Linked DNA regions of Drosophila melanogaster: regions 1 and 3 are each linked to region 2. A link is a contact called in public Hi-C data. All regions are on one chromosome and are shown on one strand. The core of a region is the stretch at or near the end of the contact, and the rest is flanking DNA. Distances in the headings are between cores, read along the strand shown. Region 1 holds the start of CG5541. Region 2 holds the start of lncRNA:CR44888 (long non-coding RNA:CR44888). Region 3 holds the start of Gapdh2 (Glyceraldehyde 3 phosphate dehydrogenase 2).

Region 1 (4,344 bases), core at 383-2,882, 450 kb before region 2:
AGCGCGATCGACGAGCTGTTTCGTTGCGAATTAAACGTTGTTGCGGCTTTTGCAGCCGCGGCTGCCATGCAAATGCGTTCTAAAAGCCTTTTCGAGTTATTAATGTGCATATATGGTCAGTAAGTCAGTCAGTCAGCTTGATCAAAATAAACGCCACACTGCGAGAAAACCAAATCAAGTGCATCAAATTGGTATGAAAGGGCGTTCTTTTTTCGTTTGAAAGTGTATTTTCCAAAAAATATCAAAATTATCAAATTTGTTATGTTTTTTAAACTAGCATGTTTAAGTCAAGAATATATAGAAGGTATATTACACTTTTAATCATTTCAGTGCAGGCATAAAGGAATGTGTTAGCAAAAAGCAGCATACATTTGTTAAATAGAATAGGCATATTTATGACCGAATTACCTCACAGTCATCCATTTCAAAAAGTTAAATCGCTTGCTTGCTAATAAATTCTCCAAAACAGCCATAAATATGAAATGCTCAATTTGCCATACTATTTATTCGCATACAGGAATGAGTTCACCTATTCAAAGCTTGAGATATGGAAGTAACGCAACTTGGGAATCCGTTTTAAATTAAAATAGTAATGTGGAAAAGGGTAAATAGTGCCATTACAAACCGCTTTATCTGCGGAGCCTTTCGTCACATTAGTTTTTACATACATACATATGTACATATTTACATAGCCTGAATCTTGAAAAGCGAACCGCTAAGTGCTCCATGTTTGCAGTTGCCATCGAGTAAATTTGATTTGATTTGTGTTGATCTACTGTCCACCTCTTCATTCTCCCCATTTCCCATCCTTTTCTCGTCTTCTCTTCTGCACTCTTCTTTGGCCCCTCTTTCATCGCTTTTTGCGGGGGCTTTTTAAAAAGTGTCAAGTAATGCGTGGCATCGTTCAATTAAGCGCAGTGCAAGAAATTCAGATACAGATTTAAATTAAAATCCATGCTCAGCTTTAACTTGACATACACTCAGAAAAGCGAGGGGAAGTACCAAAAATTCTTCTGGATTCCATTTACTTATAAGTAGAAAGTCAAAAATTCGTTCAAAAGGAACAAATAATTTTGTTTTACATTTTGTGCAGCTAATAAACGCAAAAATTCTTCACCTTTTTGTGTGGTATTTTTTGGTTTAGTTTTGAGTGTTTTGAGCTGGCGATCGTTTGAGAGACGCAGCCGCTAAATCGCCGCAGCCAAAGCGGCGCTCGTTCCACTGAAATCCGCTCAGAAGAGCGCAGAGAGCAGTTAAAAAATCTACGACAAAAGGGGAGAATACAACAGTGATGATAGCGCCGAAAGTGGCGGAAAAACGCTAAACAAAATTGAAAGTCACATCTAAACATTACGTATACGCCGTAGTGGTGACAAATTACACATACGACTAGTTGAACGGACTGAATTAAATTACTTTTATAATAGTTATAGCTTAACAATAGTTGTAGGCGCTACTCGTATTGAAAATTTATTATGTAGCGAACGTTCGCTAACATGTTTTTGAGTGCCTTGGTTAGTTTAATTCGACCCATTAGGTCGAATGAAATTCTGGCACATTAGTAGCCAAATGAGCATCACTGACTTCTGGCCGGAGGTTGGGCATTCGCGTTTGGCGTTCGCCGCTTTGGCGCTCAGTTTGTCATTTGCACGCGCTTACGCCGGTTGGCCGCCCAACAAAAACAAGGCTGTAGAATACATAAACCGCCTGACCGACCGCTCGCGTGTTTTTAGTTTTAGCAGCTAATATAAATACATAAATGCGACTATTTACTTGGGCAATTTGCGACTAAGGTGCGCTTAAATACAACACTTATTTTTTTGAGGTGCTGCCATCGTTTTCATATGTGCCAAAAGCCAAGAGTGTGTGCGTTTCTGGAACAGCCATAAAGTTCAAAGTAATAAAAAAAAAGTAATAGGGAGAGAAGGAAAAACTGTTTGCAAATCTGCTGGGCAAGCCAAAAAAGAATGCAAATAAACGGAGAGAAAGAATTCTTTCCTCTTTTCAGCTCTCTTCTCCTGATTTTGTTACTTGTGATCACAGCCCACGCATCAAAACAAAACAAACAGAACACAAACAAACCGAAGCCCCAAACAAGAATTTAGCATCTCTCCATTCTTGTGTTTTATTCTTGTTTCGCTTTTTTTTTTGCAATTCCCCCAGGGGAATATAAATTAGCAGTGTAGAATTGTGAACAAACGCCCCCTTGCTAAATAAAATATACATGTACATATGTATATACGTATTTAAATTGGCAGACACCTTGCCATATATCCATATCCATTATGTCCGCTGCTCGTCATCATCGTATTTCGATACTTCAAGGTTAAATGACGTCGGAGAAAAGCAAACGTTAAATAAAAATCTGTTTTTAGTTGGCGTTTGTCGTAAAAACTGTTTCGGATCGGCAAAAAGTCCAACCCCAAAGTCATTGTTACAAAAAGGTATTCGAAATTTGCTCCAGGCCACAGTCAAGTCTCTGAAAAACGAACCCTTTTGGGTGTTAATTGGATATCCTTACTATATATAGAAACAAATCACTGTTGTTCTATACAAATTCAATAATCCCTTCGGATTCTAAATTAAATTGGTTTTCTTTGAACCTTTTTAGGATTTTTAGCGGTATAATTTATATTTTGAGTTCGATTTCACTTAAGGAACTTTTACTTTTACGAAATGTTGATCGAAAATTGTGCCAAGTGTATGGAAAGAGGTGGCGCAGAACAAAAAAGCAAAGCAAATGCCCGCTTTTCAAGTAGTAGAAAGCAATGAGCAGGCTAAAAACATTAACCCCGTCAAGTGCCCTCAGCATTCTACGTACTACTACTTTTTCGTTTTTTTAGGCGGTTGGACCTTTGGCCAAACCTAGCTTCGCTTTTAACAATGAACTTCGGGCTCTGAAAGAAAGTTGGTGACTATTTTGCTAGAGATAAGAATTGCTTAATCGCTGGAAAGCTTGTAGGTAATTGTTTGACACATTTAGAATGAACGCAGAAAATGGCAAATTCAAAAAGATTGGAATATACTCCTAAGCTAAGTCTGATGAAAGTTGTATCTAATCATTTTTATTTATATTTATATAAATATTTTAGGAAATGAAAACAGCAATCTTTCTTAAACAAAAGTTACATCCTTTTTTATGCATAAAATACGAATTTAAAATGTTCGATATATCGAGGTAAAACTTTAACTCGCAAATTTCCACCATGACTGATTTCCCCAGACATAAATACTCCAGTTAGTCATTAAGTTTACCGTTAATGCCATTCGGCTGTGTAAACTGCATGGAGTAATACGTTTGAAAAGCACTGGTAACAAAATACACATGTGTCATCCTGCGAGAGTTGAGTCAATTGTGAGGTGGTGAGGCAATCCGACTCATTTAGTTATCTTATCGAATTTACCGATACTAGGTGGTGATAAGATAGTGCCGTTTCAAAAACCGTTTCGAATCGGGCAATCAATGGAGTTCGTCGGCACTCCACCCAGTTACTACTACGATGTGAAGCAGTTTATTGCAAGACTAGCTTTCGGTTTGTTCAGTTAGGCCTCGATTAAATTCAAGTCATTTTGCACTGCATTGTACAGTCGATGAAATGTGCTACTTATGATTGGCACAAGTGATTGTGGCCAAAATAACGATAGTGGCGTTAACAATATGCCAAAATACATGTAGCATACACACGTGTACATACATTCAATTTGAAAGCATTGCTAGAGCCCAATGATTGCAAAAATCCCTAATGATTTTTAATGTCCCGTTGAAAAGCCTATGAATATTAACTGCAATATTGCACAATTCCACTTACAAGCTGTCATAATTGAGACACTAGGATTGTGGATTTAGTAATAGTAAGTTATGATAATAACTTATCGCACATAACTAATTATATTTATTCTGTTAAGAAAGGTGTGCTTTTTTTAAATTTTAAATGCGTATAGATTTTAGGGCCAAAAGGACATAATAGGACATAAAAGCACTATATACACATATCATAATTGCCGCCTAATTGAGCGTAATTAAGGGGCGTAGTCCAAGGGGGGTTTTTATGGGCAGTGATTCTACGGATTTTACAGTGCGTGTGCGCGACTTTCTACTTGGCAGGAAATGCAATTGCGCTTTAATTCAATTTCCTAACCGCAAGTCAACTCAATGAACGTCACTTGATTCAACCCCAAAGGGTTGGCCACCGCGTCTGCGGCGCATCCGGAATTCTAAGGCCCCGGGCCATGAAGCAGCATAGTTAGAGTGGGCAATAACGTATTATGACTTTATATATATATTTCCCTTGTTTGCAATGAGACATTTGTCCTCCACTATCTTAATTCCACTGTACTTAGACA
Region 2 (4,455 bases), core at 1,301-3,800:
TGTTAAATGAATGCCAACACAAGAAACAGCCGTCGGCGGTTCGGTCTTCATCTTCATCTCCATCTCTATCTGTCTATCTATCTATCTATCTCTATGTCCATTCGTTGCCAGGTAACTAGTATCTACCCATCCGGAGATACTCGCACCTAGCAGATCGCCGATCTCCAAGTGCTATGTATGTTTGTGGCATGCTCTGCCCATTTACCTCGTTCTTTAGCATCGTCGATCCCGCTCCCGATCCCAAACGATCCGAGCTGCTCCAGATCGAGTTGGATGGTCGACGTCAGAGCTTCAGTGCTTTCGTCATCGATCCGTCTATGAATCGCATCCGTATCCGACAGTCGCCATCATCGCATTTGGGTCTCCAGCCGTATCTTTCTCTATTCCTCCTTCGGTGACCGCTTTCTTAAAGTTATGCACGTACCGCCTTTGTGTGCCTTTGGGTACCGTGTTTTCCACATATTGATCGAACGTGTGCAAATAAAATACAATTTAAATATTTATTATCTTTGCAGTTCGTTAGCATCTTGTATCTGCTTAAGGCAGCGGTGTGTAGTTGGACCCACTCTCGTTCGCGGGGTACTTAACCTAGTTAATTCTACTGGGTATTACTTCAGAATGAATGTAAAACTATTTGTGGTATTTTTCCAAAACGATCAATGATCAATGGTCTTAAAATAGTAACTGTTATATCCCTGCATTGGTTAACCTTTTTTTATATGGTATATTATCAATATAACTAGCTATATATGAAGTTATATTGTTACAAGGACATTCCCAAAATCCCCCCAAGAGTTTACGCCTCTGTTTTTGTCTCAATATGGAGTACTCTCTATTATTTCCGCCACATAAATGGGCGTTTCTTCGACATATTGGCTCGCTGAAGAAAGCACAGTGACGTATTCATTGAAATACGAAGCAATCCGAAGATGAAACCGAAATGGCAGCGAGGAAGAATTTATTATACAATCGATTTAAACAATTGGCGCCACAAAGACGGTGACTTTTGTGTGGGATATGGGCAAGGGGGAGTGAGGCGTGGCAGGGTTGGTGGAGCTTTAGTTATTGCAACGGGTGGGGAGGGGGAGCGGGGGTTGTGTGTGTGGTGTACTGTACTTAACGCATGTTAACGCCACTGTTAACTTGCACGCCCGATTGATATGAACGTGGAACAAGGAAGCTAAGTACAAGGGTCCCCCCTTTGAACAATTCGCTTTGCACTCGCAACCGAACGAAATGCATTTGAAAAGCGTGCAGATGTGTGTGTGTGTATGTGTTTGTGTGTGTGTGTGTGTGCATCTGTGTACTGGTGTTGCGCATTGTTGTGCTGGCTGTTGTTACAGTTGCTTTTTTTTTTCCTCCCATTGCTGATAAAAGAAAAGCCCCCAAAACTAATTAACGCCTGCAACGTGTTTGCTGCCAGTATATAATGACATATACCTACATTTTGTACATACTTACATATATATCACCAAGCATTGATAGTGTTCCCCCTTTCCCCCTCGCCCTCCCCATACCCATACTCTTCCTGCCCAACCAAAAAGGTGCGAAAGAGATGGCCACTATGGGCTTGGGGTCTAGACGATTGTGTGTGCTGTGTGTATTTCTACCTTCATGGGTTGACTGTATTTTTATCTGCTAATTAAACACAGACGCTCGATTGCGCCAGTAACAAATACAACAGAAACAGTGAAAACAGCAACTGAAACAGAAACAGAAACCGAAACCGTACAGAAACACCAGTAACAACAGCCCGCTTAAAGTCAACGACGTGGCCATATGGAACCACTAGAGAACCGCATATACCATATACCATATAATACCATATATCATATACTACATAGATGATATAGCCGAAAATATACTCTGAATTACGGCGAGGCAGTTTGGAATTGTGCTTGCACAGCGAAAAGATGAAACTACATGCGTTGTCCGGGTGTCGTCTTTCTTCATCAAATCTCTTGGGAAAGCAAGGAAACGCGACTGGTCTATCTAAATGGCACGTAATGCCTATGTAGCCAGCTTTTTGTCGCATCCTGCCGTCCCTTTCTAAGCCAAACCTTTTTTCAACTACTCCCCCCCCCCCCTCCATGCAACGATACGCGGGCTTATTTGTTTTCTTTTAACAACTTGCTATCTCTATCTCTGGACTCTCCCAAAAGGAACTCAAATGAGGGGAGTCTTAGGAGAGCTCAGCCAATACAGTGTAGGGTCTTAAGCTAGGAAATATTGTCAATTGCAGCATGTTAAAGATGCTAATTCCACTTTATTATGAAATTTTGGTACGGGTTCAAAGTTGCTGATGAATAGAACTGGCTCTTTATTCAAAGCAATGCACGTTAGAAAGATTTTGGGAATTTCGGGTCTTGAGATTACGGTTTTCAAAGATCGTCATAGAGTTGTCGGACTGTAGGTGTATTTTAGACGGCGGTGCAGCGTCGCCAGAAGTGGCAGAGGGGCGGTAGGACGGTTTGGGGGCGGGGCAGCAGAGGCGGTACAGACGATTGAGGCGATCGGAGAGCGGCCAGCAGAGAGCATACATCACTGAGCGCTGAGAACAAACAAAATGAGCAAAATAAGCAAATAAAGCCGTCTCCAGCGGTACAACAACAATAGCGACAACAACACCATCGCACACACACACACACGCACACACATAAGCAATTCTTTAAACAACACAAAAAGAAAAAAAAAGAAAATAAATAAAAACAACAACAAACGTCGCTTAATTTCAAGTTAAATAGCCGACGCGCATTATTTGAGTTTTGAAATGGAGAGCAAGTCGAAGTTGCTGGCTACGTGTGCATATCGCCATACATATGTACACATACATACATATATCCGAATCCATGTACAAATGCCCATGTACCCACATCCATCCCACCGCCGAGTGAGGTTATGTACGGCTGTCATGATAAATGTCTTACCATTTTATCCATTAACCCCGTCGCTGCTATCTCCCCACCCAGCGCGGTCTTTATCTCTGATTTTATACCTTTCAAATGAATCAGAGTTATGAATCATAGTCGCGATTGGTCGGGTTCATCAACTCAATGGCTATGTCCTTTGAACTGTTTTTAAACTGGGATCCAAACTCACCAAACTCATCAAAGTCTTGCTTTCATCACGCAGTTTTAAAGTATATCTAATGGGATCAGTATGACCATAGTTGCTAAGCAATAAAAATATAATTCAAACGCAAAAACGCTAATCATTCATTTAATGATGTGAAACTCTAACGTGACGTGCTGGAATTCGATAAAGCAAGTAACTGTGTAATAGGTATGCTTTTGATATGCTGGTAATATGTTTTTGATGGGTACCAGATAATAAAATTGATATTAAAGCTTGGTAATAATAATTTGTTATATTATATAATATAGATTAGCGTAGCTCGACTTTAGAGAATCCTTTACACATAACACATATAACCAAATATATAGTTAGAAACTAGAACTTCAAACGGTTTTAATAGTTCCCACTTAGCCTGAGTTCGTTTCAAAGATATGATGATCCTTATTCGCGCCATCTGTCGTCTCTTTCGCTCGCTCTTTCCCCACCGATGGCGCTTCGTGCTGCGCTTCGTGTGCTCGGCTCGACGACTTCGGCACTGGCTTCGTGTGCGGCTTCGGCTGCAGTTCCGTCGCATGCGATCGCCGCCGGTCGCTATTTCCACCGGCGCACTGCACGCAACAATCACTCGTCGATCGCTCGCTCAGCGGATCGGACGTACCGGTATTATCGCTCCTCCGTTGCCTCGGTCGCAATCGCTGCTCGCGTCGGTGCGGCGTTGCCACCCCCTCGAAACCGAAAACCCATTATAAAGTTTGAAACATATATATCCTAAACAGAACAATAAGTTTAACTAATTTTTTTTTGTATCGCTGCCTTAAAATTGTATCGCGTAATTAAGTGAAAAGTTGCATTACATTTGACTCTTGTTTTTTCCTCATTTTTTTTTCGAACAAAACCTATTATTTTTTTGATTTGTTTTTGCTTGTGATGAACGGAACGGAAAAGCCGAATGAGAACATATTAAATTAAAAAAAAAAAAAAATTGAAAAGACCGGAAAATAATTTGAAGGCAAAATTTACTGCCCAGCTGCCAAATCGAAATTGAAAATCGCCGCTCAGCTGACGAGTAAAAAACTGTAAGTTGTTGCTAAATGTAATTGTTGCCGTCAGTTAATAATGCCCATTAACTTAGCCGGTTGGTTCAGGGGGTCAGGGTGGGGGCCAGAAAGAGACGGGGCTAGTCGTAGAGTGACTTGGCTTAAACTTGAGCTAACTTGAGTTATTCCTCGCTTTTTTAGCCCCATCTCGCTTTTTTTTTCGTTTAAGCCCGCCTTGACTTTCGACTTTTGTCGCGTCTTGACATCTCCTCTTATTAACTATGTAATTTTCTCTTGGTTTTTATTGCACTGCATACACTAAATTATTGTGTTTATTATTACT
Region 3 (3,961 bases), core at 597-3,096, 370 kb after region 2:
TGTAGTTAATTTCCAACAGTCATAATTGTGATATCTTTGACCAGATCCAGAGATATATCTTCTGATATAGTACGCATAGAAAGGCGAACTATCCTTCTTTATATAGAGAAATAAACATAGATAGCCTACTTCAGCTCGTGACGTCAAGAAGCTTCTATCTGTAATGGGGTTTCTAGGTTAGGAAGTCATCCTGGGATGTTAGCATAAAAGGCAATAACCCCACAAACTCGAAGGACAGTAAGACTTCCACAACATTGGCAGGTGTTTTATTCACTTTCAGGGATACTTTTCTAATCGGATCCTTTTTTTCGGTAATGTATAAATCTAGAAGTCATCTTTCAATGGATCTTAATGGTAAGATGTAAGCATTGTTTTTGACTTTGCTGCAATAATTTAGCACCAAGCTGAAATACATTTATCGTTTCAACAATATAAAGATGAGAGGTTAAAAAACAAGTGAAATGTTTGCTTATCAGTAAAACCGATGACTCACTGAAAAGGAACGAACTTTTTTGCCCAGCCCAAGTATTAATAAATAAACATGACGCACTAAAATATTTAATACTTATTCGAGAAATAATTTATAAAATGTAAAAGATAAGGCAACAGAAATGTTGAGTTCTTGTCAAATTGCATATTTCAACATTTTAATGTTGGCGCGCTTATTTGAATTTTCACTGCTATGTTCATAATTAAGGGTTGCACTGAAAACAAATCGATAAATATATAAAAAGAATGAAAAGAATAAAAAGAATGTTAAATGATTACAATATCGATTATTCAGTTTGGGGAAGGAGAAATGATTAATTTGCAGATACCTTTTTTTTTACTACAAATGATTGTATGAATAAAATACTCCCAAATTAATTGATTTTGATTATATATCGTTCGTATACATATGTTTTAATATTTATATAAACGGGATCTGCTGATTTTAAGAACATATGTATATACATGTTTATATATAATAAAAAAAGGTAAATGAATTCTGCGTGACTCAAAAGGTCACATTCACTTAGTTTTCATCATAAAGTTATACAATTTCGTTGTTATGGGTACATGGAATTTTGTGACTAACACTATTTATTACCATTAGCGTTTAAAATTCATGAAATTTGGATGCCTACTTGAGCTGTCAGGTGTTTTTCATTTTAACAATGGGATGACAACAGCACAATTGCTTAAATGAAATCATCAAAACGGATAATTTAATTACTTAGACAATTATTTCATCTAATATTGTAGTTATGCATAGAAGATATATACATATTTACATGTATATGTATCTTTGTACATATGTACATGTATTGTACAGATTAATGTCACGTACCGGCGAAACTTCAATTTGCTCAGAATATGACCTCTAAATTTTAATATTAATGAAATTGATGAATATGTATTTATGTGGGGATGTTAGGATTTTTCCATTTGCATTTACTTATGTACATATTTATGTACAATATAACCAATTGATGTTCATCAGACGTGCTCATATATGTGTATGTTTCGTGTGCCTATATATGCACGTATGTAATTGCCGGCAACTAAGCTCACAAGAAAGCTCAACTTCCGTCAACAAAATTGAGCAGGTGAAATGGCCATAAAAATATCCCAATAAACATTTGTCCGTATAAATTAAAAAATCCATATACTTTATAGGTCACTTTAACTGTCTAAGATCAGAAGTTTTTAAAGTTAAGCGTATCTTATGTACATATCTACTTATTATATTCATATAATGATGCTTGCAAAAAGTCTATTGGGTAGCATTGAGCTTTCACGTTACTGAGAGCAAAAGCTCTTTTTTATTGCGGTAGCCGCTCTCGAGCTTGACATGCACGTCCTTCATCTGACTTTGAACAATTTTTCGCCCGAGTTTTCGCCCATAGAAAGCGCTCAAAATTTCTCAGCCATCACAGTCGATTCCTTGCAAGCAAGCCGATAGGTAGTGTTTCCCTCAATTCCGCGGAAAACTTTCCAAGTACTAACTGCTTTACATATACATACATTACTTTCCAGATAAACAAAAAGTTAACCATGTCGAAGATTGGTATCAATGGATTTGGTCGCATCGGCCGCTTGGTTCTCCGCGCCGCCATTGATAAGGGCGCCAACGTTGTGGCCGTCAACGATCCCTTCATCGATGTGAACTACATGGTCTACCTGTTCAAGTTCGATTCGACCCACGGACGTTTTAAGGGCACCGTTGCCGCCGAGGGCGGTTTCCTGGTGGTCAACGGCCAGAAGATCACCGTCTTCAGCGAACGCGACCCGGCCAACATCAACTGGGCCAGCGCTGGTGCCGAATACATCGTGGAGTCCACTGGCGTGTTCACCACCATCGACAAGGCATCCACTCACTTGAAGGGCGGTGCCAAGAAGGTTATCATCTCGGCCCCATCCGCCGATGCTCCCATGTTCGTTTGCGGCGTCAACTTGGATGCCTACAAGCCCGACATGAAGGTGGTCTCCAACGCATCGTGCACCACCAACTGCTTGGCTCCTCTGGCCAAGGTGATCAACGACAACTTCGAGATCGTCGAGGGTCTGATGACCACCGTTCATGCCACCACCGCTACCCAGAAGACCGTCGATGGACCTTCCGGCAAGTTGTGGCGTGATGGACGTGGCGCTGCCCAGAACATCATTCCAGCTTCCACTGGAGCTGCCAAGGCCGTGGGCAAGGTTATCCCCGCCCTCAACGGTAAGCTCACCGGAATGGCATTCCGTGTGCCCACTCCCAACGTTTCCGTGGTCGATTTGACCGTGCGCTTGGGCAAGGGTGCGTCCTATGATGAAATTAAGGCCAAGGTTCAGGAGGCCGCCAACGGACCCCTGAAGGGTATCCTGGGATACACCGATGAGGAGGTCGTTTCTACCGATTTCCTCAGCGACACCCACTCGTCGGTGTTCGATGCCAAGGCTGGCATTTCGCTAAACGACAAGTTCGTGAAGCTGATCTCTTGGTACGACAACGAGTTTGGCTACTCCAACCGCGTCATCGACCTGATCAAGTACATGCAGAGCAAGGATTAAATGTGGAACACCAAGAACACTACCCACCCACACTCTACGTAAAAGTTAAAGATTAGGGCGCGGTAGAATGGGGTGAGACACTTCAGAAACGGCCTGAAAATGGCATCACATAACTTATATATATATTGCTCCCCGGTGGAGCATCACCTACATACATATGCGCTATGCTCTGAAATGCTACTGTTTTCGCTCTTCAATTACCAGCCACATTGGAAAATTATTAATATAATACATCCATTATACACATAAATATGTTTACTGTTGTTGAATAAAGTTTCACTCTGTGTGTAGTTTTAAAAATGCCGACTCATAAGCATTTAAATATTTATTTTTGCCTTTTTATTTGGTATAAACCGTTGAAATACCTAAAATAGTATGAGTATTACTTTAAATTGTTTTTTTCATTTGCTATATTTGGAAGTAATATATATATAACAGAAATGTGTCGATATTTTTTTTAAGTCGATTGGTTTTTGAATGATTACATAACTTGTTAAAGTTTTCAAATAATTTTAAATGAGCCTGATTCTATGGTATTGTTATCGGCAAAAATCGGGCTTTTACAGATTTCGATAAGAGCGACCTTAAACCCTTCAGTTGAAGCAATGTATAAACAGAAGTTATCGATATTTGGAGAGACTAACGGTGGCATATTGTCTGTGTAAGCCTGGCTTTTTGGATACATTTCTGAGAAAATAATGTTTCTCTGCCGATTTATATTTGCATAATTGGCAAATATAATCAAATATTTTGGTTGACTGCATCATTTCAACAGCACTTCACCATTATATCGTTATCGATATTTAATCGCTTGCTATACCGTCTTTTCGATTAATTTTCTCACACGGGCACACTAATTTTCAGAACATTTTAATACTGGCATGTAAATAAAATAATCAATTGATGAAACCTTAAAATAAAATGT

The links. Hi-C and Micro-C count contacts between places; a contact is called where the count stands out from the background.
Region 1: a Hi-C map of the OSC cell line shows a contact between it and region 2, with 4 times the contacts expected there. The contact joins the promoter of CG5541 here to the promoter of lncRNA:CR44888 in region 2. A contact is called at or near these places in 2 of 107 Hi-C or Micro-C datasets (the D17-c3 cell line and the OSC cell line).
Region 3: a contact with region 2 is called in a Hi-C map of the Kc167 cell line, with 1.9 times the contacts expected there. The contact joins the promoter of Gapdh2 here to the promoter of lncRNA:CR44888 in region 2.

The regions. Positions count from the first base shown.
Region 1 is chrX:15,042,491-15,046,834 of dm6, forward strand. It overlaps CG5541, which reads left to right and starts at 1,633. Exons shown (of 5, transcript NM_206715.2): 1 at 1,633-1,793. All of the region lies in intron 13 of hiw (highwire), which reads right to left.
Region 2 is chrX:15,495,312-15,499,766 of dm6, forward strand. lncRNA:CR44888 (long non-coding RNA:CR44888) reads right to left here and starts at 2,551. Exons shown (of 1, transcript NR_123918.1): 1 at 2,212-2,551. The region is part of intron 2 of Gmap (Golgi microtubule-associated protein); the gene reads left to right.
Region 3 is chrX:15,866,299-15,870,259 of dm6, forward strand. Gapdh2 (Glyceraldehyde 3 phosphate dehydrogenase 2) reads left to right here and starts at 1,847. Exons shown (of 2, transcript NM_080714.4): 1 at 1,847-1,945; 2 at 2,020-3,363. The coding sequence starts at 2,038. The coding sequence ends at 3,036. It overlaps CG16952, which reads left to right and starts at 3,885. Exons shown (of 6, transcript NM_001298375.1): 1 at 3,885-3,961.